Regions from separate parts of the Sus scrofa genome. Here region 1 is linked to region 2. A link is a contact called in public Hi-C data. All regions are on one chromosome and are shown on one strand. Each heading gives the region's core, a stretch centred on a gene start, on an enhancer-like site or on the middle of the called end of the contact. The rest is flanking DNA. Distances are from core to core; before and after follow the strand shown. Region 1 holds the start of DACH1 (dachshund homolog 1). Region 2 overlaps DACH1 (dachshund homolog 1).

Region 1 (5,884 bases), core at 2,267-4,766, 260 kb after region 2:
ACATGTCTTCTCTAGCATTTGCATTTATTTAGGTTTGCAAAAGTCTTGTAGTTGACAAAAGATCAAAATGCAATAGCAAATCAACAAACTTACCACATTTAAACTTTAACCTGAAATGGAGTTTTAGAATAACACATTTAATTGTAAAGATGAGGTGAGTAAACTATAATGAGTACTGATGAGATATGTTTGAAGGGATAAACAGTTTTACTGGATTTAACTTATCTTGGCTCTGAAAGTTTAAACTCCAGAGCTTTGGTAAACCTCGGGAAAGAAATATTTTAAAATTCTTTGCTTAATAACTTTAAGAATAATTCTCCAACCATATGTCGAGACTTCGATTCCAAAATCTAAGCAGAAATTTCAGAAAAACAAAACAAAATATCAAGGGAATGATTTTGAGGTGTAATACTACCTGGTTTACACAGATAATAACGTTGCAGTCTTTGAAGGAAGTTTTCTCTAGCAGTTTTTTGTGTGTCATGTGAAATGGCCATTAATTATCTAGTGCAGTGTGTGCAGTAAGAAACACACAAAGAAGACTCAAGAGCAGAGTGGTTTGATTACTAAAAAGAAAAACAGCGCTTCACGAATTTACTGACTCGGCAGGCAATTTTATCACAATCATATCTGAACTGGCTTCAGATTTCAACTAGCATTCTTTATAACAACTTCGTAACAATCTTCTGCCCTGGTTCAAGCAATTTTAATAGTAAATTTTTGTCTTCCGTACATCCAAGGAGTCCAATTATCTCCGTAAATGACGTTTAGTCATCAAGATTCCCCCTCAATCTTTACTGCCACCTGTCCATCCTCTTGGGCACGCGCGCGCGTACACACTCGGGCGCGCTCTCAGCATTCACCCCAAAATAGTAGAAACGAAGGTTCAAAACCCAGACACACACCCACGCATGTACCCATGCAAAGAATGACAAATAAACAAGGAAAAAAGTTTCTGGCTACGTCAGGATACCTCAGGCATTTGCTGAGTAGGAGTTCAAGTCTTTTTCTGCCTACAGCCTCTCCAGGGGCACAGCAGCCAGAAGCCCTCTTCCGAGGTAGAAACAGCTGGGGGTTTTGCATCCCGGTTTCCTTCCGGTCTAGTCCCATCCCTCTTATCCTTCCCACCTCAGTTTCCCTAGCTCTACCAGGGGCGCACACACAAAGGAGTAAAACTCTGGTCCTTCTTCTGATCTTTAAACCTATTAGGAGGGTACAGAGGTCTCCGCACAAATTTTGCGCGCAGTTCCCACGCGCTCACTTCTAGTCTCCAACTTTCCCTACTCGCTTTTACCCGGCATCTCTGAACTTTTCCCTCTGAGGCCAACAGTGGGGACAAGACGGAACCATCAGCGCCAGTGGAATGATCACTTCTACCCCGAAACTGAAAAGTTACCCCACTCCCGCCCCCTCTCGGTAGATCCTCCCCCAGTGAGCGTTCATTAGCATAAAACTGGTCTGGCCGGGCTCCGGGTTCCGCGGCCTCCAAGGTTCGCGCGCTTTGCCGGGCTGCGGAAGCCACGGCACCGGGTGTTCAGGTCCACAGAACATTCCAGTGCAAACCTGCACCTGCTCATTGCGTGAGCTACTAACCTTAAAAAAAGAAAAAAAAGAAGAAAAGAAAAAGACAAGAAAGAACAGTTTGGAGAGAGAGCTAGAGAGCGAGATGTGGTCTTCCTTTCCCATCTCTCCAGTTCAGCTTCCAAGAGGCTCAGTCACCCGCTCACCTCCCCCTATAGAGGGAACCCTGCGAGTCCCCTCGCGTCTGCCCCGGGGCAAACGTATCCCCTTATCTTCTTTGCACACGCACAGACTCACACGCGGACACACGCACAAATGCGCGCACACACAGACCCCTCCCCTCCGCGGGCTGGCCCTTGGGGCTTTGAGGCTGAACTCCGAGCGGGTCCCTTGGGATAGCCCCGGCTTCCCGGCCTCTGGGGCCGTCCCCTTCCCGACCTCCAAGCAACCCATTCCCTAAGCTACCTCGCGGGGCCCCCATCGGGAGGGCATCTTCCCGCTCCCCGAACCCTACCGAGAAGGGTCACGACCTCCCTCCGCCCCCGGGACGCCGCCTGGAGCCTCGGAGCAGCCCCGCGGGTGCCCCTCGGTGAAACCCTGGTCCCAGGGAGCGTACATGGGCAGCCGCGCGGAGAAGTGTCCCCAGACGCCAGCGTGGCCCAGGAAGGGCGCGGTGGCCCCTGGAAAGGCATCATCCTCCTCCTTCCCGCTCCCTCGGCCCCGAAGCTTGGGGTTTCCGCGTGCCACAGCACTCGAGCCCCGGCGCCCTGGAGAGCAAGGGGCGGACCCGGCCGGAAGAGCGAGATCTGGGCAGGGTGAGGTGCCAACTTCTCTGAGGGTCGGGAGCGGCCGCAGAGCCCCGAGGAAAGGGACGAGAGGGCCGCGCTCGCCGGGGCGCGCGGCTCGCGGGCGCGCGGAGCGAGCGGCGCGGGGAAGGGAGCGAGGAAAGGGCGAGGAGGCGGGTGGGAAGGGACCTCGGGCGGCGGAGGCTGCCCCCCGCACTTTACCTTGCGTTGGTGCAGTCATTGTAGAGGGTCTCGAAGTCCTTCCTGGAGATGAGTTTGCAGCGGTTCACTCCGGGCTGGATGGCGCCCAGTCCCCTCAAGATGCGAACCTGTTCCACATTGCACACCACCGGCGTGATCTCCAGCCGCTTCAGCTTGGTGTAGACCGTGTGCAAGCCCCCCACCAAGTGCTTCAGGAACAGGTCGAAAGCCTGGGGCAGGCAGATCAGCTCGCAGCCCTCCACTGTGAAGGAAGCCACTTTGGCCCCCCTCAGATCCACCATTTTGCACTCATTATTCTGGGGGGTGTTTTCCACTGGGGACGGGGTCGAGTACACGGGTTTCCCGGGGAGGGGGCCGCAGCTGCTGCTGCTACTGCTGCTGCTGCTGCTACTGCTGCTGCTGCTGCTGCTACTACTGCTGCTGCTGCTGCTGCTGCCGGTGCTCGCGTTGATGGGGGTGCTGGAGGCGCCGCCGCCGCCAGCGCTAATGCCGCCGCCGCCGCCGCTCGCGGTCGCGAGGCTGGGGTTGCAGTTGCTGCCGCCACCGCCGCCGCCGCCGCCGCCACCGCCGCCGCCGCCGCCTCCGTTGCCCGCGCTGCCGCCGCCGCCTCCGCTGCCGCCGCCGCCACCGGTGGAGGTGACTGTGGCCGCCGCCGCCGCCGAAGCGATGGGCTCCGGCCGGAACAGAGTTGGCCCTGAGGACGCCGGGGGCCCGATGGACGGAGCCGGAGACGAGGTCGCCGAGGAGGGGGAGGTGGTGGTGCCGGAGGAGGAAGCAGACGTGGAGATCGGGGGTTGAGGGGGGACCAGCTGGGTCGGAGGGATCAAAGCCGCCGGCACTGCCATGGTCACATATAAGGGGAAACAGAAGGAGGAGAAGCGAGGGGAAAAGTTGCCACACACCCCGGGGAGGGCAAGGGGGAAAAAGGGGGGGAGAAGGAGCTAGGGGACAACAACAACAACAACTCTGGGAGAGGACGAGGAGGCGAAGGGGAGAGAAGGGAAGAAAAAGGAGGTGAGGGTAAGAAAGAGCGAGCGCAGGAGGGGCGAGCGCGAGAGGCGCTCTGGAGAGAAACGCACAAAAGTGTCCCGCAAGTCGAAATGCGAGTCCTCTCCGGGGGCTGGGATCGGGGGCTGGTGTGGGGGGGTGGGGGCGGGGGCGGGGAGGGTCGGCTGTTGTTGTGTGGGTCCCGCTCTAGCACAAAGTTAAGGATGAAGGTGAAAAGGAGGAGGTTTGAAGGACTTGGGTTCTCCCTGGCAAGTACATTGATCAAAGATTGAGAGGGGAATGACAGAGAGAAAATGAGCTGAAAAGTGCAGGCTGCCGGCTGGACGAGTTGTTGTTGTCACACGGTGCAGAGGGGAGGAGCTCCGGAAACTTGAAATACCCTTTGAAGCCGCAAAAACCTCACTCACTAGTATTAACCCAAATTATCCAACCAGGAACTCGGAGCAGAGACTCCGAGAGCGCGAGACCCAGGGAAAGCGAGTGAACAAGAAAAGGAGGAGGGGAGGGGGAGGATAAGGAAAGAAACTAAGGGAGGGACGGAGAGGAAAAGCCGGGGCACGCAAGTGGCGATCGGAAAAGCGGAGGGAGATCTTCTCTTCTACTACCGCTAGATTCTCGGTCTTAATACTCCACTTTGTCCTCGAAGACCGGTAATTTTTTCCCAAAACCTTCAAACCAATCGGCTGCCAACTTAAAGGGAGCCAGAGCGCTCCGAGCTCTCCTTCAAGGATTTAGGATGTGTCTCCGCTCGCTTTTGCAATGAGATATAAATGAAAAGACATACTCTCACTTCATGATTAGTAAGAAATTATTTTGAGGAAAATCCATATGGAAGCAAAGCGTATGTTTCATGCGTCTGGTTATTTTCTCTGTCGATTCAATTATTTATTTAAAGATAGTGAAAACGCCAGGAGAGTTTTCAAGTTGTGGGGGAAAAGTCAGTCTGAAATCGCTTAAGAATAATGGAGTGCTCTCTATTCAATTCCTTATTTCCTAATTGTGGAAAGAAAGAAATGCTTGCCATGATGTGGATGATTCGGAATAACTTCATTTTTGCCCCAAAGCCAGGTCAGAAATGTCTATTATACTGGGAGAATTCGAGATCAGGCACCCTCGAAGGTTTAGAAAGTGGGGAGGGGAAAAAAGAACATCCTAATTTTTTCTTCCCTAACTCCATAACTAATTCACCTGTCTTGCACAGACACCAACAATCCTCAAGTCCTTTAAGACCCAAGGCTAGTTGCTAATGTGATATGTGAATAACAATACATAGATGTATATATTGTATTTGAAAAGTAACAGTGTATTCTGGGAAGGTCCTTCTCAGTTTGTCAGTAAAAAATATGTTTTGTAAATAATGAAAAGAACACAAACAAAGCTCACTAGTTCACTTGTAAAGGCAGAACGGATAGCTATGCTTAAAAACCTCATGAAGCTGGGTTGAGACTCACTCTCTTCCTCTTTGCCTTTCTCTCTCCTTTTCTTCCCCTTTCTAACTTGTTGCATGAAGGTACTATTTATTCAAGGATTTTTGACCATAGGTCAAGTCTGTTCTCTGTTTGTATCTCTAGGATTCTTAAATAATTGGGCTTTAAACCTGTCTGCACATATTCATCAACTCCACAAGATAGAAACAATGCTTTAGCATTTGACAGATTTTAAAAATAAATTATTAGGACCAGGATCACAGTGTAGTGTTGAAATTATTCTCACATTTCTTTTTATCATTTTTATCCTTTAACCTTTTTGAAGTTGAGTGCCAAAAGTTGCAGGAAGTATTTATAGAGAAATATGGCACTATTGACTAATTTGTCTAAGTTTATACTAAACTTTTGGGGGCATAGAAGTTATATCAGGAAGCTTTCCTGGGTCAGAAGAACTCAGAAAATTGATTGTTACCAAAAAGTAGATTAACTTCTGCAAAGATAGCTAAAGTTTATGCAGCTGTTTTACCTAGTTAGCCAATGTATTTTAACATATCCAGAAATAATGTATATTCATTTTCACTCCTCTTATCTGACTTCAGTTAAAAATAAGGACTGGATATACATCACATACATCAGAACACTTCTTTAAATGTTTATGTCTGTATTGGACGATATCGCCTTTTTTAAAAAATGTCAACCTGCTATGTTAAAGAGTGGAGGTGAGGAGAAGATATTAAGCCCTAAGAAACTGATTTTATTTTCGAATTGCATGTAGAACTTTAATAAACTCTGCTGTGGTTTTAAAAATGTTAAACTAACTTCTTCATAAATTCTACCCACAAATGAAAAAAAAAGGGGGGGGATTCAATGTCTTAAATCGACCCTTAGCATTCTCATTCTTCATATTTCCTTTAACTGTCA
Region 2 (5,680 bases), core at 3,180-5,679:
GCACCAGAAATTTCCTAATTTCCACTTTTGTAAAGGAAAATAATCTTAACACAAAGTTACTGCTGGTTATTCTTACAAAGTAGTCATTCTCAAATCAGGGATGGTATTCTTCCTTTCAGAGTCTCAGTCTTAGATTTCTCCTTCCTTATGTTTAGATAAATTTCTTATTTTTATTGGGATATGGCTCAAAACATATTACTTTCCTGAACCACAAAACTCTATCATTAAAATCTAAGGATAAAAGCAGTCAAAACCTGATAACATCGGTATAATTTCAAGCTTCATACTGATGATGTAAAGGGACATGAGCATTCATTTCACAACTGAGTTTTAACAGAATGGCAGAATTGCACTCTTCACATGTTTGAAACAATCTAATACCACTTCAGACAAAATTGCTGAAATTCTCTGACCCACAAATTAGAAGCAAGTGAGTAGCTAATTCAAATGAATTAGGAGTAAAATTTCATTAAATGTAACGTAATTCGGGCATTAAAGAGATTTATGAACTCTACAGCCTGAATGGCAGAAATACAGTTAAACAATTCCTGGGTGTTCTGGTATAGAAAATGCCACTCCCTCCTCTGTTCTGAACAAAAGCAATAGACAAAAGTTATTCATCCCATCTACTCACATGCCTTCTTCAGAGTTTAAAAGAAACTGACAAAGTCATATGCTCTTCTTGAACTGTAATACTACAGCAGGAAAAATAAATCAGACATCTTTCCATGTGTGTGTTATTGAGTGTAGGTAAATAAAATTGACTTCAACTCCCTGAGTCATACACCTTCTTTCTCTCTGTACTATGTTTTGAATCAGTAACTTTACTAAGGTGGGAATGGTCACACTCATTGATTCCATACTAATTTTGCTAATATAAAACATTTTGTTTATGTATGTAACAAAAGCAAATTTCAGATTTTTTTGTATCAATTCTTTATACACACAAATTTACTTATACACACATATACATGTAAGGAAATTTGGAGTACTGAAATCTAATGTGAGAACGTGTTTGAATAAGAAAGATACAAAATACCTGATGTGAGAAAGTAAAATAAAATCTTTCCTATAATTTCCATTCTGAGTATCAAATCATGGCCAAGTGGCATTAAGGAGTGGGGTCAAAAATATCATACAGCAATATCTCAATCTCTCAATCAGTTGTTTGAAACTCACAGAAGGAGAAAAATATGATTATTTGTGTATTTGTCACCAAAAGTAATGAAACTAAAAAACTCAGATATGCTTGATTATCCATGACCAAGGAGAAAGACAGTGATGTTGTAGAAAAAAATACAGATTTCTAAATCAAAACTAGCGGAATCAAATCCTTCTATTCACTAGCCTGGTCAAGCCAAAACAACGTACAGAGCCTAAGCTCCTTTCTTCAAAATAGTGCAAAGCATATGCAGAAGATTCAGAAATAATGGCCATATAAGTTAATTTGAATAGAAAGTTTTTCTAGCTTTTCAAACTATACATGCCCAAATCTTGAGGTATAGGTGGATATACTTAGCTTAATACAGACTTTCCACATGATTTTACTTTCTTGCACTTACAATTATGATGCCATAAAATGAAGATCCAGGAAAATATGTCATACAGAAAATAGCTAGAAAAGGAGCAGACTAAAAATTGAGGATCTGTTATAGTTTCTTTCAATATCTAAAGGAATGTTACATTCAGAGTGTTTACTGTGCATAAATCATATAAACACTTTCTAATAGCAAAATATTTCCACAAATGGAATTCTGTAATGGATATGGTTTTCAAGTTTATATTGACAAAAACATGTAAAAGAATCTCAAATGGTGAAAAGTTAAATTAGACTAGAATTCAGTAGTTCTCAAAACTACGTTTTTATTGGAATCACCTGGAACTTGAAAAAAAAAAAAAAATACCAGTACACAGAATCCTACTCTTAAGAGATTACGATCTTGATGGTTTGAAAGAAGTCCAGGTTTTTTGTTTTGTTTTGTTTTAGTTTCAGTTTTTGTTTTGTTTTAAGATCCCAGAAGATTCTAATTGCAGTTAAGATTGAAAAGCCCTGAACTAGCTGAATTATATGACCCCTCTGACTCAGATTTCATGACTCCAGGAAAAATCCAATTTAAATCATCACATAAATTCCAAAGTAGGATTTACCTTTATATTCTCTATTAATCCAACACAGTTCAAAGAACTAGTAGGCAAATGAGATAGTGTTATTTCATGGCAATCTTCTTCTGCAAATAGTTTCTTTACAAGTGCCTCTGCCCCTTTACAACCTTTTGGCCTGCCTAAAGCAAGCTGGTAAGAACTTCTGGAATCCACAGGGAGATGACAAAGTCTCCCTGGCTTTATCTGATAAGTTGGCCATCTAGGTGAACAACATTAGAATAGAAATGTTTAGTCTCACTTTTGTCCACAGGAAAACACATCATGAGAAGAATATATTCTTTTTTAAATTGTGTATGTTGCATTACACAGTTATCTTTTAAACAGTCCTTCAAAATCATATGACATAGTAATTTATTACTAACTTTGTTTTGCTTTCTGGATTTTTTTATTTGTCTAATTGTTCAAAACAATTCAAATATGAATTTTATGCTTCAGAGATAGAATAGAATGGGAAATAGGTTTTGATATTTTCACATATTTTATACCATTGGGTGAATACTAGTGAGAGCACAAACTCCTTCATCCATCTTTTTTTCTAAACAAAACCAAACCAAAACATTATCGCTATGTTATAAAGACTTCTGAGGACTGTATCAAATGGATGGTCTATTATCACTTCAAAATGCTTCATGGTTCGTGGTCTAAAAGTAAAAGATGAGGAAAATGGCCTTTCACACCTATGAAGCTAATGTAATCACCAATCCCATAGCATATTTTAAAAAACTGAACAACAAATTGTGTTGTCAGCTGCCACAATATCAATCTTTGGCTCTTTGGTGTATTTTGTGTAAATTACATAATATTATTTTATAGAATTTGGATAATGATAAACAGTGAGAAATAGCCAGATATTTCTTATAGCAGATTGTCCCAAATTTAACATGAATCTAATATAAAGGGAATACTGCTAGCTCATGCAAATATACTGACTAATAGTTACTGGAAGGCACAGAGAAATTGGATTATCAGCTACAGAAACCTAACGAGCAGGTTTCCCTGAGCTAGTGAGTCTGTAAAAGTGGTACTATCAAAAAAAGTGTGCTTTACACCCTGGGAAACAACACGCAGCCTCCTACATCGTCTCAAGATTCCCTCTAGTAACTAAATTTCATTTTGTGTATGGAAGCATGAATATTTCTCAAAGTGTTTTCTAAATAAATATGAAACTAACTACAACATTGCAAGTCACTAAACTATTTGGCCAGATAGGAAACATTGTTCAAAGAAGAATCTGTGTATTTTCTTTAATTACAAAGACCATATCTAATTTTAACTGCCTCCCTTTTTTCTTAATAATGAGCTGACCTTCTATTCTCCTTAACCCTTTTTTATCAAAGCCATCTACACCCACTTTGCCTTCTGTTTCTCTAATCTGCAATTATTTATGTTTTCTTCATGCTGCTTTGTCCGCCATGGGAGCAAAATTGTATTTGGTGAAATATAGAGCTAATTATACCATGAACCCAGCAACAAAAAGACAGAGCAGATGTTACTTCAGACGTGCTAAAAGTCTTCATGCTTAATGTGCATATAGCAAAACACTGAGCGGAGTCGTCAAAAAACAATATCTAATCAAGGCAGTTTTAGACATGCAAATCTTTTTAACACTGGAGTTAAATGGAGAAATTCTGTCAATAATATTTTCAGTACTCACCATGTGCTTGCCAGAATAATTATATTAGGTAGTGATTTCTAATTAATATAATAAACGTGTGAGTCCACACTGTTTCTTTGAGGGGGGGTGCGGGGGCAGAAATCTCAGGAGGCAGAAATGGAGATCATATGCTGTGAGTTAATAACACAACGCACAGTGTTTTCATGGAGGATGTGTTTCCATGATGTCAAAATAAGCTCTTTGAATATTTTTAACTAGTAAAATATATTTTATCCTATTACATGCTTTCTTTCTACTCACAGTGAATCATCAATAGCATCTATGCAACTGGCTATCAAATTGACAAAAGTTAAGATCAGTCTCTCTTTGCTTAACTTAGTACATTTTCATCTACAATTCAGTTTCATTTTTGTTTTCTAAATAAGTGGGTAGATAAAGATGTGTGTAGTTATCATGGCACAACAGTTGCTTTTTACGGCAAAAGCTGAAAATAATTTTTGACATACTGAATTTAAATCGATAGTACTTGTCACGAAGAAACTGATTTCCTCCCCCATGGTAACCTGTATACAAATGGTAAATGACTCCAGGAAAATACCAAAATGCTTATCATGCTGTGTGGTGACTAAAAACAATTCCAGCCACTGGTTTAAAGTCACTGCAAGAGGGCAGTATTTTAATGGCATACTTTCCCCTGAAAGAAGTGCGCCTACACCACAGGGTGTAAAGCCCCTTCTGAGATCTAAAACTTAGCGGGCTCAGCTCACCAAACTTCCCTCCTGGTGAGTGTTAAATGTGTGCATTGAGTGGCTGGGCTGGGCATCGCCACTTTCAATGTTTATTTTAGGAACAGAAAGCACCTCTCTGCAAAACTGTGATAGTGGAGCTAAAGAATTCCTGTTAAGAATCATATAACTTGTTCTCCTTTCTGTGTTTCAGGCAAAGTCTAAAATAGGATAGTGTCTGGTTTACACAAATGTTCACTTTTAAAATGCTATATGTTGGCCAGTTATAAATGGGATAAAAGTTATTACAGTTAACATTTTATACAAATTGCCTACTGTATGTTGGAAATGATACACTAGTCCAAAATTTATGTTTTAATCAAACTAAATTATATATGTGATATGTATATATATTATGCCCAAAGTAAATACAATTTTGAACATTATGTGCTGTTTCTTTATGATGAAAGCCAATGAAAACCTACTTGTATTTTCAAAAGAATTTGAGAGTAACTTTGAAAATATCGATATTTTGATCAATGTCAAATATAGCTATGGAGATGATATGTCTGGTATCTTCCAGTTAAGCTATTATGTCAGATTATGAGAAAGTTGATATAAGTTTACAAAGTTGTCTAAAGTAATGAATATATTTTTGAAAATTCTACTTATAAAGTTTTATGCTAGCATATTCAATGAGTAGCAAAATGCAAAATAAAGCCGCTTCATGTACTTTAACAATCTTCAGTAATTATTGATATTTTCAAATTTTATTTTCAAATTGGTTAATTTTTCATTTATTTTATATTTCAAATAACACCTTAAAAACCTGAATGCAGAGTTACCATAACATACTTACTGAATTGAGGAACATCGAATCAAATGATTACTATGTTAAAAATGAACTAAATATTCTAAAAGACAAATAACATAAACAAGGTAAATCTTTAAACTTCCACAGTGGAACTTAACTTCTTTGATATTCAATAGGTCTAACAGAACCATGAAGACAGAACACTGATAGTAACTCTACCAACTTTGTCATCTATGAACTCAGAAGAATGGACAGTTTCTCATAAGGCCAAACTATTAAACACTACTTTGGAAAAGTAAAATATCCAAGTGCTGGGACTCTGTTTTTATAGTTTCCAGTAATTTGGGAGCTTTTATGAATTAA

Evidence for each region. Hi-C and Micro-C count contacts between places; a contact is called where the count stands out from the background.
Region 1: a contact with region 2 is called in a Hi-C map of subcutaneous adipose tissue, with 2.0 times the contacts expected there. The contact joins the promoter of DACH1 here to the enhancer-like site in region 2. A contact is called at or near these places in 3 of 5 promoter capture datasets (fetal liver and liver), 8 of 47 Hi-C or Micro-C datasets (embryonic fibroblasts, heart right ventricle, mesenteric adipose tissue and 3 more) and 1 of 2 datasets of contacts at active chromatin or transcription factors (skeletal muscle).

Annotation. Positions count from the first base shown.
Region 1 is chr11:44,184,250-44,190,133 of Sscrofa11.1, forward strand. It overlaps DACH1 (dachshund homolog 1), which reads right to left and starts at 3,517. Exons shown (of 11, transcript XM_001924267.6): 1 at 2,529-3,517. The coding sequence starts at 3,373. LOC106505309 (a long non-coding RNA gene) reads left to right here and starts at 2,138. Exons shown (of 3, transcript XR_002336559.1): 1 at 2,138-2,336.
Region 2 is chr11:43,921,407-43,927,086 of Sscrofa11.1, forward strand. The region is part of intron 3 of DACH1 (dachshund homolog 1); the gene reads right to left. Among named protein-coding and RNA genes, the nearest start is that of DACH1, 260 kb to the right of the region's middle. Within about 2 kb of position 4,430, at least 13 of the 83 cell types and tissues checked have an H3K27ac peak or open chromatin away from gene starts, as enhancers often do. A contact at or near this core is called in subcutaneous adipose tissue, where this site is marked.